Linked DNA regions of Sus scrofa: all the other regions are linked to region 2. The links are chromatin contacts, called in public HiChIP or PLAC-seq maps. All regions are on one chromosome and are shown on one strand. Each heading gives the region's core, a stretch centred on a gene start, on an enhancer-like site or on the middle of the called end of the contact. The rest is flanking DNA. Distances are from core to core; before and after follow the strand shown. Region 1 holds the start of TOM1L2 (TOM1-like protein 2). Region 2 holds the start of ALKBH5 (RNA demethylase ALKBH5). Region 3 holds the start of TOP3A (DNA topoisomerase 3-alpha).

The links. HiChIP or PLAC-seq counts read pairs in DNA pulled down with a chosen protein or histone mark.
Region 1: a contact with region 2 is called in an H3K27ac HiChIP or PLAC-seq map of alveolar macrophages. The contact joins the promoter of TOM1L2 here to the promoter of ALKBH5 in region 2. A contact is called at or near these places in 2 of 47 Hi-C or Micro-C datasets (embryonic fibroblasts and liver) and 1 of 2 datasets of contacts at active chromatin or transcription factors (alveolar macrophages).
Region 3: a contact with region 2 is called in an H3K27ac HiChIP or PLAC-seq map of alveolar macrophages. The contact joins the promoter of TOP3A here to the promoter of ALKBH5 in region 2. A contact is called at or near these places in 1 of 47 Hi-C or Micro-C datasets (liver) and 2 of 2 datasets of contacts at active chromatin or transcription factors (alveolar macrophages and skeletal muscle).

Annotation. Positions count from the first base shown.
Region 1 is chr12:60,650,182-60,654,106 of Sscrofa11.1, forward strand. TOM1L2 (TOM1-like protein 2) reads left to right here and starts at 1,972. Exons shown (of 14, transcript XM_021068013.1): 1 at 1,972-2,172. The coding sequence starts at 2,121. It overlaps DRC3 (dynein regulatory complex subunit 3), which reads right to left and starts at 1,640. Exons shown (of 12, transcript XM_021068003.1): 1 at 1,307-1,640; 2 at 850-947; 3 at 355-516. The coding sequence starts at 511.
Region 2 is chr12:60,528,283-60,532,064 of Sscrofa11.1, forward strand. ALKBH5 (RNA demethylase ALKBH5) reads right to left here and starts at 1,957. Exons shown (of 4, transcript XM_021067995.1): 1 at 483-1,957. The coding sequence starts at 1,252.
Region 3 is chr12:60,442,172-60,446,044 of Sscrofa11.1, forward strand. It overlaps TOP3A (DNA topoisomerase 3-alpha), which reads left to right and starts at 1,421. Exons shown (of 19, transcript XM_021067987.1): 1 at 1,421-1,796. The coding sequence starts at 1,617. SMCR8 (Smith-Magenis syndrome chromosomal region candidate gene 8 protein) reads right to left here and starts at 1,354. Exons shown (of 3, transcript XM_021067988.1): 1 at 1-1,354. The coding sequence starts at 833.

The DNA.
Region 1 (3,925 bases), core at 722-3,221, 120 kb after region 2:
ACGTCTCCCACCAGGCTGCCCTGGCTCCTGCGGGCCCTGCCCTCCTGTTTCGGGCCCTTCCTCTGAAGCTTCTCCCCAGCGCGGCACCCCTCCCTGCCTTCCTGACCACGCGGGCCCACCTTCCTAAGCTCCCCCGCCCTTGGGAACTTGCCCAAGTGGTCCACGAGTGGGAGAGTGGGAGAATGTCCCCTTTCCTGCTCGTATTCAGAGTCGGGGGGCTCTGGGTGCTCAAGAGCTAAGGGCACCCAGCGCTTTACAGCCCCTGGTGCTGGTCCTGCGCCTCCTGCCCCGGCAGGACCACGGACTGGGCAGGAACTTGGGGCTGCCCGGCGCCCGCCCCGCCAGGATACGCACTCTGGAAGTCCAGCTGCAGGGACAGGACGTCCTTGAAGAGGACGCCCTCCTGCTTGGCCAGCTGCCCAGCCTCCTCCTGGGGGCCCTGCTCCCCCACGGCCTGCTTGAGCATGTGGTCGTCGATCACCCTGGGCTCCACGTCCCCCAGGCGGCTCATCCTCCCTGGAAAACACCATGTCTCTTCCCCAGGCTGCTTCCCGGCCTCCCTTGGCGGTCGGGCTGGGGTCCTTTCACAGCGCCCTGGGGCGTCATGGTGGCCACGGACACTCTGAGGTCGGTCCCCTCCCACCCTTGGCTGCCGCACCTGGGCTGCTCCAGGGCCCCACGGGCACCCAGCCTGCCTGGCACCCACCAGCAAGGCTGCACCTCTTGGCCCCACAACCACGGTTGTGACCTCGCCACGGCCCTGGTGCCCACAGTGTTCTGTGTAGCCTCTGCAGCTCAGCTGCGGGGAGTTTATAATCTACCACCCATCAAGGGTCCTTGGTGACTTGCCTGACAATAGTGTCGTTGTAGGTGGGGGAAGTCGCAGAGAGTTTTACCCCACTGTCACCACAGTCGCCTCCTCACAGAGAACCAGATCCAGAATTGTCCTGCAAAACAATTGTCCAACTGGACCTGAAAAATAGAGCCCCTATTGGCCATGAATCAGAAAGAGAAAACGCACCATTTACCCTATGTCACTGGGTGCCAGTGCACACTTGGTGTTAAATGACAGGCCAGCTCCAGGAGCCATGAGAGAGGGGAGCCCTAAAGCCCTAATTTCCCAGAAAGGGAAACTGAGGCTGGGGAAGGGACAGACATGGACTCGGCATCCACATCCAAAGCCACAAGTCTTCACCAAGAGGAAGATTAGGTCTAACTAAGCAAGAGGAACAAGTTAGCGGCAGTGGAGAGGTGGGAGCGAGGGTCCGTGATGCCCTCTTGAAGAGGTATCGCTAGGCCAGGGTACCTCTCTCTGGGTTGGAGGCCTGTGTGTATTTGGGGCCTGTGCCCAGAGGGAACGTTTCCCCAGGTCCTTTTCCACCGAGGCCGGGAGGAGGCTGCCAGGGGGCCTGGGCCCTCCTCCAGGTGGGGCGGCCGGCGGGCTCCTCCGGGAAAAGGTCAGGTCCTCCCGCAGCCTTTGAGTTTCAGCCCCAGATTCTCAGCTTCTGCGCAGTTCCCGGCGGGCTCCTTTCCTCAGCGACCGGTTGCTAGGGGAACCAGGAGCCGCACTCCGTTGCTAGGGAGAGTCTGGGGCTAGACATCCTGGGTGAAAGTTGACGGCCACGTGATCACATTTCTGGGCGGGGAAAGCCTCCCGGCACCAATCCGCTGTAGAGAAAACAAATACTTGTCCAATCAGCGGTTTCTACGGGCGGGGAACTTGGTATCCCCGCCCCCTACCTACGTGACTGACTCGTCTTTTGCCCAATAACAGTAAGGACTCCTTCGATTGACCAATATACAGGTGAATCAACATACACAGACTTTCGTTCGGAGGCGGGCCAGGGGAGGTGACGGAGATTCCTGTGACCTAGCTCGCGACCCCGCCCAATCGGACGCGGCAGGGTGGGCGGGGATTCGCTGAGGGAGGTGTAGGGGCCAATCGGAAGAGGGCAGGGCAGCCGTCGCCCAATAGTAACGTGGCGGGGTGGGGCTGGGACGGGCGCCGGCGTTCCGGAGGGTGGGGCGGGGGCAAGTGTCAGTCTGGCCGGGAGCGCGGCGGGGGACGCGGAGACCCGGCGGCTGACTCGCTCCGGCCCCTGCCGAGCCGTCCGCCCAAGATGGAGTTCCTCCTGGGGAACCCGTTCAGCACCCCGGTGGGGCAGTGCCTCGGTAAGGCCCCCACAGCGGCGCCCCGAGGCCTGGGCGAGGCTCCGCGCGTCCCTGCGCGGCAGGGCCCAGCACCCCCCTCCCCCCCGCGACAGCGCCGGCCGGGGTCGAGCAGCCCTCGGGGGAGCGGGAGGCCGGCGCGCTCTTGAGGACACGGTGGGGGGCAACCTGCCCCACCTCGGGAAAGGGGGCGGCCTGCTCGCGGGGCGCCCGCGGGGCCTGGCCGCCGACCCCCTGTGACCTTGTGCGAGTCACTGCCCGGTCCGGTCTGAAGTGCCCCGTCTGTCAGAGGCGGGAGCTGATGTCCCCTGTGCTCGTCCCTGCCCCCGGCTGTTGCTTCCGCGCGTTCTTACATTTGCCAACGCGGAAATCTTCGGGGACAGATAGAGGGGTGCTCGCCGGCCTGAGCCTGTGTGGGCGCCGGGATGACCAGCATCCCCGGGGGAGCGCCCGAGGTGTGGGTGAGGACCACCAGAGGGCCGGGGGCCAGTGGACTCTGCTTGCTGCAAAAAGCAACTTGCCTTTCCAGCCGAGGCTGGAGCTTAGGCCGAGTGCCCTCGGTCAAGAGTGTTGATTGGTTTCTTTGAAAACTGGATCCTGCTGGTTGGAGGAAGGTCTGGAACAACGTCTTTGGTGAGCAGGGACCTTTGGCGTCCTCGCCAGCCTGGCTGGGTCAGTGGTGACGTGGTTCTTTTCTGCCTACTTTTCAGCCTTGCCGGGGCCTGGGAAAGCCCTGAGGCATCTCGGGTGGGCCGGCGGGCGTTTGGGAGCCTTTCTCGTGTCCGTGGTGTGGGGGCTCCGACGTGGTGACGGACTGGGCGCTGGATGAGTCTCTTCTGGCCCGTGCCCACTGCTGCCCCTTCCTTCTTCCTCAGCTGCTCCCCCGCTGCATCCTGATTCCAGAAACTCATTTCTCAGTTGGGAAGCCAACTCCCGTCAGCTGTCGGAGGGACCCGTGGACTTGGGGGGAGCTTTTTCCCTTTTTCTGGCTCCTGTGCAGTAAGAAGCTCTGCACCTTTGAAGTGCCGAGGTCGTTGACGGGGTGTGTACGTTAAAGAGGATTTAAAACGTGCGGATATGAGGGGTGTGCAGGTGCAGAGAGCGTGAGGCTTCCCTCGGGAAGACCTGCGTTGGCGCCACGCCCAGTTCAGCCCCGGACCCCCAAATCCTGGGCACCCCGCTGAGCCTGGGTTTGCTCCAGAGGGAAGTGGAGGCAGGGTGCTGTGTATTCAGGGTGGTGCGGGTTTCGGTGAGATGATGGATGTGCCTGGAACACAGTCGAGGCTCAGTTCGTCGGAGCTGCCGCCGTTATTATCAGGATGACTCAGGCAGGCGAATCTTCTCTCTGGAGTGTGGGACAGCCAGCCCACCTCTGGACAGGCCCCCGGGTCTGCCGGCCCTCGAACGGGACCCTGGACCACGAAGGGAGCGGAGCCTCCTCCCTGCCAGTGAGCCACTTCCGTTCGGGTAGATGCCTAGAGGCCGCGAGGAGGCTCTGGGTATGTTTTGCGTTGTTGTGACTGAGTGTAGAATTGACTCTCGAGACGCGTCGTGTGGGTAGTGTTCCTTAAAAGCACGTGCCGGGGGCCGTTCGCAGGGCAGCGCAGAAGGGAAACAGCAGCCACGCCGGCATCGGGTAACAGCCGAATCCCCCAGCAGTTGTGCAGCTGCTCCGTGAAGTGGGTTTTATTGTCCTTCCCGCTTTAGGGATGGGGAAACTGAGGCTCAGCCAGCGAGCGGGACCCGGATTTCACAG
Region 2 (3,782 bases), core at 707-3,206:
GCTCAACTCCCCTAGAGTCACTCCCCGACCAGGAATGGAGAACCTTTAACAACTGAACACTCTCAGGGACCTCCCTCTGTGGGGATCGTTTTCTGTTGAGGAATCCGTGAACACTGTTCTCCGTTAAAGAAACCAGGGAGGACAGAGGGAAAAGACGGTGGGGGCATAACTCCAACCAGTTTTTTTTTAAAAAGCAGAGTTGAAAACGGAGACTCAGAATGGAAAGCGCACTTGCTAAAATCACAAAGGTAAAGAGACTCCTAAAACCAGCCTCCGGAAAGACGCCCTGAGGGTGGCTGTCGGTCAAGTCCGCGATCCCGTCTAACCTGCCCTGGGGATAGAGAATTCCAGAGCTGCTTCCCGCTGTCTTCACGCACGTGTTTTAAACGCAGACCCCTTCCTCCGCCCCCAGAACAGAACGGGTCAGAGGCGGAAAACGCGGGCTCCCACCGGCCGCCCCCTCCTCCCAGGCAGGTGGTTACCTGAGCACAGTCACGCTCCCCCTGCGCACAGGCAGGGAAAGCACGGGTTCCGACACCCGGATAGGCTTGAACTGGAACTTGCAGCCGAAGCAGAGCGCGGAGTCGCTGAAGAAGGACACGGACACGATGGGGCGCTCGAAGATGTGGATGGGGTCCACGTGAGACACGATGCAGCCGCCGGGCTGGTAGTCGTTGATGACGGCGCTGTTGACGAAGCCCTCGGGGATGACGCGGTGCTCCACCAGCTTCTGGATCACCAGCTGGTGCACCCACTCGGGGATCTCGTCCACGTCGCCCGGCGGGTAGAGGCGCTCCTGGCCGGGCCCGCGCTTCTGCAGCTGGGCGCCGTACGTGTAGCCCTCGCCGAAGAAGTACTTGTTGCGCAGCGGGGCCCGGTCCACCGTGTGCTCGTTGTACAGGCCCTTCTCGGCGCGGGACACCACCTCGTCGATGCGGGCCTCGATCTTGGCGCACTCGTCCTGGCTGAACAGGCGCATCTGGCGGATGCCGCTCTTCACCTTGCGCGCCTCCTCCTCCTTCTGCAGCTGCTGCTCCTCGAAGTCGCTGCGCTCGGGGTCCGAGTCCTCCTGGTACTTGCGCTTGGCCCCGGGCGCCGCGTAGGGCTCGGCCGCGGCGGCGGCGGCGGCGGCGGCGGCCACGGCGGCGGCGGCGGCGGCCGCGGCCTCTCGGCTGCCGGCCTTGTAGTTGTCCCGGGACGTCATGGACTTGAGCTTCTCACGCAGGTCGGTGTAGCCGCTGGCGGCCGCCATGGCCCCCGCGCCGCTGCTCTAGGGCGCTCCGCGGCGGGCGGGGCGGCCGGGCATGGCTCTGGGGGACGCGCCCGGGCCCCGGGCCGCAGGGGCCGCACCGCCCGGCGGGGGAGTCGAGGGTCAGCGCCGGCGGCCTCAGGGGCGGCGGGTCAGGCGGCGACGACGGGGCTTCCTCCTCCACCTCGTCCGCGTCCCGGGGGGCAGGGGCGCCAGCAAGGCCTCATGCCGCGCGGGGCGGCCGCGGAGGCTCGGCCCGACTCCCGGCCAGACCCTCGGACGCCGGGCCCGGCCCGCACTTTAAAGCGCTCCTCACGACGTCACCGCCGCCCGCCCGCCCGACGTCCGCCAGCGCCGCTCCTCAGCGGGCTGCTCCGCGCGCAGGCGCAGTGCGGCCGGCCACCGCGGCTCCGCGCGCAGCGAGCATGCGCGCGCGTGCGGCTGGGTCAGCGGAGGTGCCGGCGCACGCGCAGACAGGCGCCGCTCGCCGTCCGCCGCCCCTCCCCCACCCACTGAGGGGCTCCGTGAGCACCCCGAGCGGCAGCCTGCCTCCTCTCCGCGCCACCCCGCGGCCGAAGGGCTCCCTCCACAGGGGTGCGCTCACGCCGTCGACGCTGTCGCCACGCTGCGTCACGGCATCGCCCGAATGCCCCAAATCGCCTCAGTCCCCAGCGCGCAATCACCAGGGAACCGCCACAACCCAGGCTGCCCCGTCACCGCCCCTTTGGGGCCTCCACTTTGTCATTGGGCCGCGGGCCACGGGCCGGGCGGGCCCAGACGGCAGCTTCCGGAAGCTGGTTGGCGCTTCTGCCTGTCAATCCGGCGGTCGCCTTGGCTACTGCGTCCGTCACCTAATCAGCGGCGGGCGGGCGGGCGGCGAGGACCTCCGAAGGCTGACCAGGTGGCTAAGTGAGTGCCTGAGTGGAGGCCCTACCGGAGGGAAGCCCTCAACGCGCAAGGAAACGCTCAGATTGCGGGGCTCAGAGCCCCGCCCCGTCGGCCGCAGACTCCGCCCCCTCGCCGCCGCCCGGCGTGGACGTTGCCCGAGTCACGTCCCGGCGGGGCGGCGCGTGCGCGGCCCTCCGCAGCCGGAGCCCCCAGGACGCCGGGGGAGCCCCGGGACTGGAGCGCTGGCGGCGGCGCTGCCCGGCGCCCAGGCCTTTGTTCAGACCCTTGCGGCCCCGCCTGACCGCCGGGCCTGCACGCGGGGTCGCCCTCGCCCCTCCTGGGTCTTCCGCCCGGGATGCCCGTCCCTCCCGCCCTCTCCTTCACTGTGGCTCTTTGAGGCTCAGCTCCCCCCTGTCTAGCAGCCTCCCCAGGTTGGCACTGAGATGCAGCGCTTCTTGGGTTTCCTGGCCTCGCCTCCCTGGCCGCTGTGCTCCCGGCCAGCTGCCTCTGCGCCCTGTCTACCCACCGCCGCCAGCTTGTCGCGGAGCCTGAGCTCCAGCTCCTGCAACCTGGCAGATGGGTGTTTGGGTCTGGACCCCCTGACCGGCTGTAGGACCCTGGGCGCGTGGCTTCCTCACTCGAGCCTCGCTCTTGTGGGTCTGAAACGAGAATGACATCAGTGCAGGGCCCACGTGTATGGTGCTGTGAGGATGAAGTCCCGTTCCTTGAGCAGATGGACCGCTGCCCTCAAGTCTCAGCTTGTTTCCTCGCCCTAAGCTGACAGGCCTTCAAGTCCCGTTGGGAGCTGGGGATTTGGCAAGGACAGGCCAGCAAGGCCTGTGGGAGGGGGATGCCTGGCCACTGTCCCCAAGCCCCCTACCCAGGGGACCCCCCCAAGCGGCAGCAGTAGGTGGCACCGCTGGTGGTGGGGTAGGAGGGCAGCTGCAGGTGGTTAGAAGGTGGCCAGGGGGTCTGGGCCATTCTGTGTGACCGACCCCCCAGCACAGGGGCCCACGGTCTGCACCTTGGGGGTTTGGCTGTGAAGCCTCAGGCCCTTCCAGAGCCCAGTGTCCACCTCTAAACTGGCCTCCAACAGGGGGCATCGGGCCCTGCTCACACCTCCTGGCACGGAGCTCACTACCTCAGTAATCAGAAAGTACTCCCAAAGAGCCTGGTAGAGCCCAGTTCGGCTCATGCAGGCAAACCTGGGGCCTACCTCCTCCCCAGGGCTCCCCCACCCTCGGGCGCTCCTCCCTGACTCCGACCATTTGCAGCCAGGGACCCTCCTCGCCAAGCCAGCCTGTGTCACAGGCAGCACAGCTCTGGAGCCCCCCTACCTGCATCTGAATCCTAACTGGGCCTGTTAACTGTTAGTTGCTTCACCTCTGTGCCCATGAAGACAGGCCGTGACTGTCTCTGTGCCCACGCTCCCCTCCTGCGTCGTTCTCACCCCGCACCAGGCTGGGAACCCTGGGGCTTGGCGACTCCTGCTCTGGCTCTCCCCACGGCCGCTCAGACTTCCTGTCTTTCTGGGTCGGGGGGAGGCAGCAAGGACTGACTCTCCTGTCACCCCTGAGTCTTCCTGCTCTGCCTTTCGGGGGATCCTTACCTCTGGTGGGGTGAGGGTGGGGCTCAGCCTGCTGAA
Region 3 (3,873 bases), core at 171-2,670, 87 kb before region 2:
GGCTGACCCTGGGTGTGCCCCGTCTCCCCAGGACTCGAATCGGAGCCCTTCAACTTCCGACGAGGGTACGAGCGGATCTGCTCCAGCAGGTCCTGATGCTCAATGATGGACTTCTCCACGCTGGCCAGCTCGTTGGCTTTCTCAATGGCCTGCGATGAATAAAAGCCTTTGTCGTTGGCTTTCTTCTGGACCTCCGTCTCGGTGTGCAGCACTGTCCGGGTATAATCCAAGTCTTTCAGTTTTTTTTCAAGTTCCCCAGCAAATGCCTTCCTGTTACCTGTTTTCAAGCACTCCGAAGCTTTGGAAAACTCAGCTGAAAGCTCCTGGAACTGCTGCATGATCTTGTGCTGGTCGGCTGAGATGTAAGCCATGCAGAAGGGCCGCACAAAGCCACGGGCCTCCAGGTCATACAGGGTAAGGTGGTGCACATAGGCAAAGGCTCCCTCCTTGGAGTCTCCCAGCACGACCTTGGAGTCCTCTACGAAGTTCAGCTTGGGGTAGGCAGAACCAGGGGGGTGGCCCACGAAGGAGGCCTGGTAATCCACAGACATGATCCGCAACGAGAAGTAATTGAGATCAAAAGTACCAAAAACTTTGCTGTCATTGGGGATGGTCAGTAAGGGCTGGGGTCCCACCTGCTCAGAGAACTCGGAAATAAGGATGAAGTCTCGAGAGAACTTGGCCCCGGACAGTCTGGACCATGGATTGGCTCCTTGGCTGGCGAAGGGGTAGAGGGGCACCGAGTACTCCTCGGGTAGGGCTGGCTCATTGTAAGGCTCCTCCTCGTACTCGTCCTCTCTGGTGAAGGCCACCACGTCAGGGGCGCTGATCATATTTCCAGGTGTATGGCGAGAACATTGAAAGGAAGTGGGAGACAATGCGGGAGTAGCCAACGCGTGGAAGCCAGGCCTCTGGAAGAGGAAGTAAAGTCCCCGCGGTCTTCTCTGCGCCCTCAGGGGTCCGAGGCTGCCTGTCACACACCTGAAGCCTCGAACGCCTGCAGCCCTTCAGAGCTGTGGCTCCTCTAGGGCCCTCGGAGGCCTCATGAACTCCGCGGGTCGGGAAGACCCAGGGGGACGGCTGCTCTTCTCCTCCGGCGACGGCGGCCGGCGCAGGGCACCTGCAGCGAGGTCACCGGCGCTCCCAAGAACCCAACCGCGATGGCAGCGCCCCCCGCCCGGAACGGGTGCCCGACGCGGGGCTACAGGCAGCCGCACGGACCAGCCCAGCGTGGCGGCCCCTACGGCCCGAGGGTAGAAACCGTCGCGGCTCCTCGGACACCACAACCCGGAGCAAACGACCGCGGCGCCGCCATCTTGGCGTCACATGACTCTCGGCGTCGCGCGCCGCGTGACCCGGAAGCGTGCGCGTCGACTTCCGCTGTGCCGAGCGGCGTCTCCCGAGGGCGGAGCGGAAAGGGAGGGAGGAGAGGGTTGCGGCAGGGACGCCGCGCGCGCGCGGCAGCCTGGGACTTGTATTGAGCGGCGCGGCGCGGTGGCGCCCGCGGAAGCGCCCCAGAAGGCGGGCGGAAGCCGGCTGCGGGCTGCGCGCGGGGCGGCGGGGCGGCGCGAAGCCAGGTCTCGGGGCTGGGCCCGCAGCATGCGCGCGGCCTGGGAATGAACTTCGCGGCCGGCCGCCGCGCGCTCCGCTGGCTGCCGCGGCCTGGGACCCGGCCGCTGACCCGCGCCGCCATGGAGGTGGCCCTCCGGGGCGCGCGGAAGATCCTCTGTGTGGCCGAGAAGAACGACGCTGCCAAGGGCATCGCCGACCTGCTGGCCGGCGGCCGCGTGCGGCGGGTGAGGAGGCCCGGGGCGGGCGGGACGGGGACGTGCGCCGCTGCTCCCGCCGGCGGCCCCCCGACCGGCGTGCGGAAAGGGCCTTAGCGTCTCGGCCGTTTGCTTGGAAACCGCGGGCCCGCCTTGCGCGGCGGCGGGCGCGGGGCTCGTCCGGCCCTCGAGCCGCCCGGGCAGGTCTGGCCGGCCTCCCGCGACGTGCTCTCGAGCCCAGGACCCCTCCGCTCCCCCGCCCTCAGCGTCCGGGGGTCGGAGGCGGCGTCGGCACGAATTCGGGGAGACGGCTGCTGGGGCACAGAGGAGAGGGCCGGTGAGAAAGATTTGGGAAGGAGGTGGCACGGAGAGCTGTTCGGGACAGTCTGTCAGTAGCACAGGTGCATCCTGAAAAGCACCTTTTCTGGATGTTTCCAAGAGCACGGAGTGGAAGTCCCCAGCTCTTTTTACTTGGAAACCCCAGGGCTGTCAGGCCTGTGTCGCCGGGGTGTGGACAGTGAGAACAGGAGCCGAGGTTGTGCGGGTCCCGACTGAGAGCGTCGCCTCTTTTCCGGAGCTGAGAGTCTTGGCCAACTTAACGGGGTTCTGGGCTGCTTGAGACGGGCCCACCTGCACAGGGCTGAAGTCCGTATCCTTCGGGGAACCTTTTCCTCCCATTCGTCCCCCCGCCCGGGTCAGGGCAGCTCATGAGACGCTGTCTCGAGGTTCCGGGAAGGCAGCGACAACGGCAGAGAGAGGGCGCGGTGCGCGGGTTGCTTCTCCGAGCGCCTGCCACCCGGCCCTGGACTCCAAGCTCCGCGCGAGAGGGCTGTGGCTGCTTGGTCAAGTTGCTGGGTTCCCAGTGCCTGGCACCTGTCTGGAGCACAAGAGACTCTCAGGAGGTACTTGCTGGAGGAACATCTGGGCTCAGTCTTGAAAGTTTTAGCCGGCAGTGGAGCGGGCCTGTTCAAAAGCGGAGACGTTGGGGGTGTGGGTTGCTGGCTGGAGGAGCCAGGGAACACAGCCAGAGGGGTGCGTCTTGAGAGCGCCCCGGTTGCTGTGTGAGGGCACGCAGTTTGGCCACATCTCCTATGTTCCCCAGGTCGTGCATCTGTCACGCTAGTGAGTCCCCGGTTTCTCACCCCAGAGGAAACCCCACCCCACTCCTCCCAGCTGCTGGCAGTTACTCGTCTGCTTTCTGTCCCCAGAAATTTGTCTCTTCTGGGTATTGCATATAAAAAAAAGTTCGCGTAACACCTGGCCTCTTGTGTTGGGCTTCTTTCACTTGGCATTTTTGGAATCCGTTTACCCTGCGGCGTGTGTTAGTGTGTTAGTCAGGGAGATGGATCCGCCGTGTTTATCCATCCTTCAGTGGGAGGGTGAGCGGGGTGGTTTTGGCTGTTGGGAGTGGAGCTGCTGTAAACAAACATGCGCGAGTTCTCCTTTGAAAACCTGTTTTCAGTTCTTTGGGGGACATTCCCAGGAGCCGCTTGTTGGGTCATAAGTTAACTATACGTTTAACTTTTGAGGAAGTGCCAGACTTTTCCACGGTGGCTAAAACACTGCACACTGTCAGTGTTCCAGTTTCTCCACATTTCGTCAACACTTTTTCTTCCCCTCTTTCTTTTTTTCTTTCTGTTTGTGTGTGTGTGTCTTTGTAGGGCCGAACCCTCGGCATGTGGAAGTTCCCAGGCTAGGGGTCAAATCAGAGCCATAGCCGCCAGCTTACACCACAGCCATAGCAACTCGGGATCCGAGCTGCGTCTTCGACCTAGACTACAGTTCATGGCAATGCCGGATCCTTAACCCACTGAGCAAGGCCAGGGATCGAACCCGCGTCCTCATGGTTCCTAGTCGGGTTTGTTAACCACTGAGCCACGACAGGAACTCTGTTTTGTTTTTTTTCTTTTCTTTCTTTTTTTTCTTTGTTTTCTGTTTTCTTTTTTTTCTTGGTCTCGGCCTGCAGGGGCTTATTGCCTGTGGATCTTGGTTCTCAGACCAGGCGTTGAACCTGGGGTGGAAGTGCCGGGTCCTCACCACTAGATTGAGAACTCCCCCTCTTCTTTAATTTTCACCATTCTCGTGTGTGTGAGATATTTGTCATGGT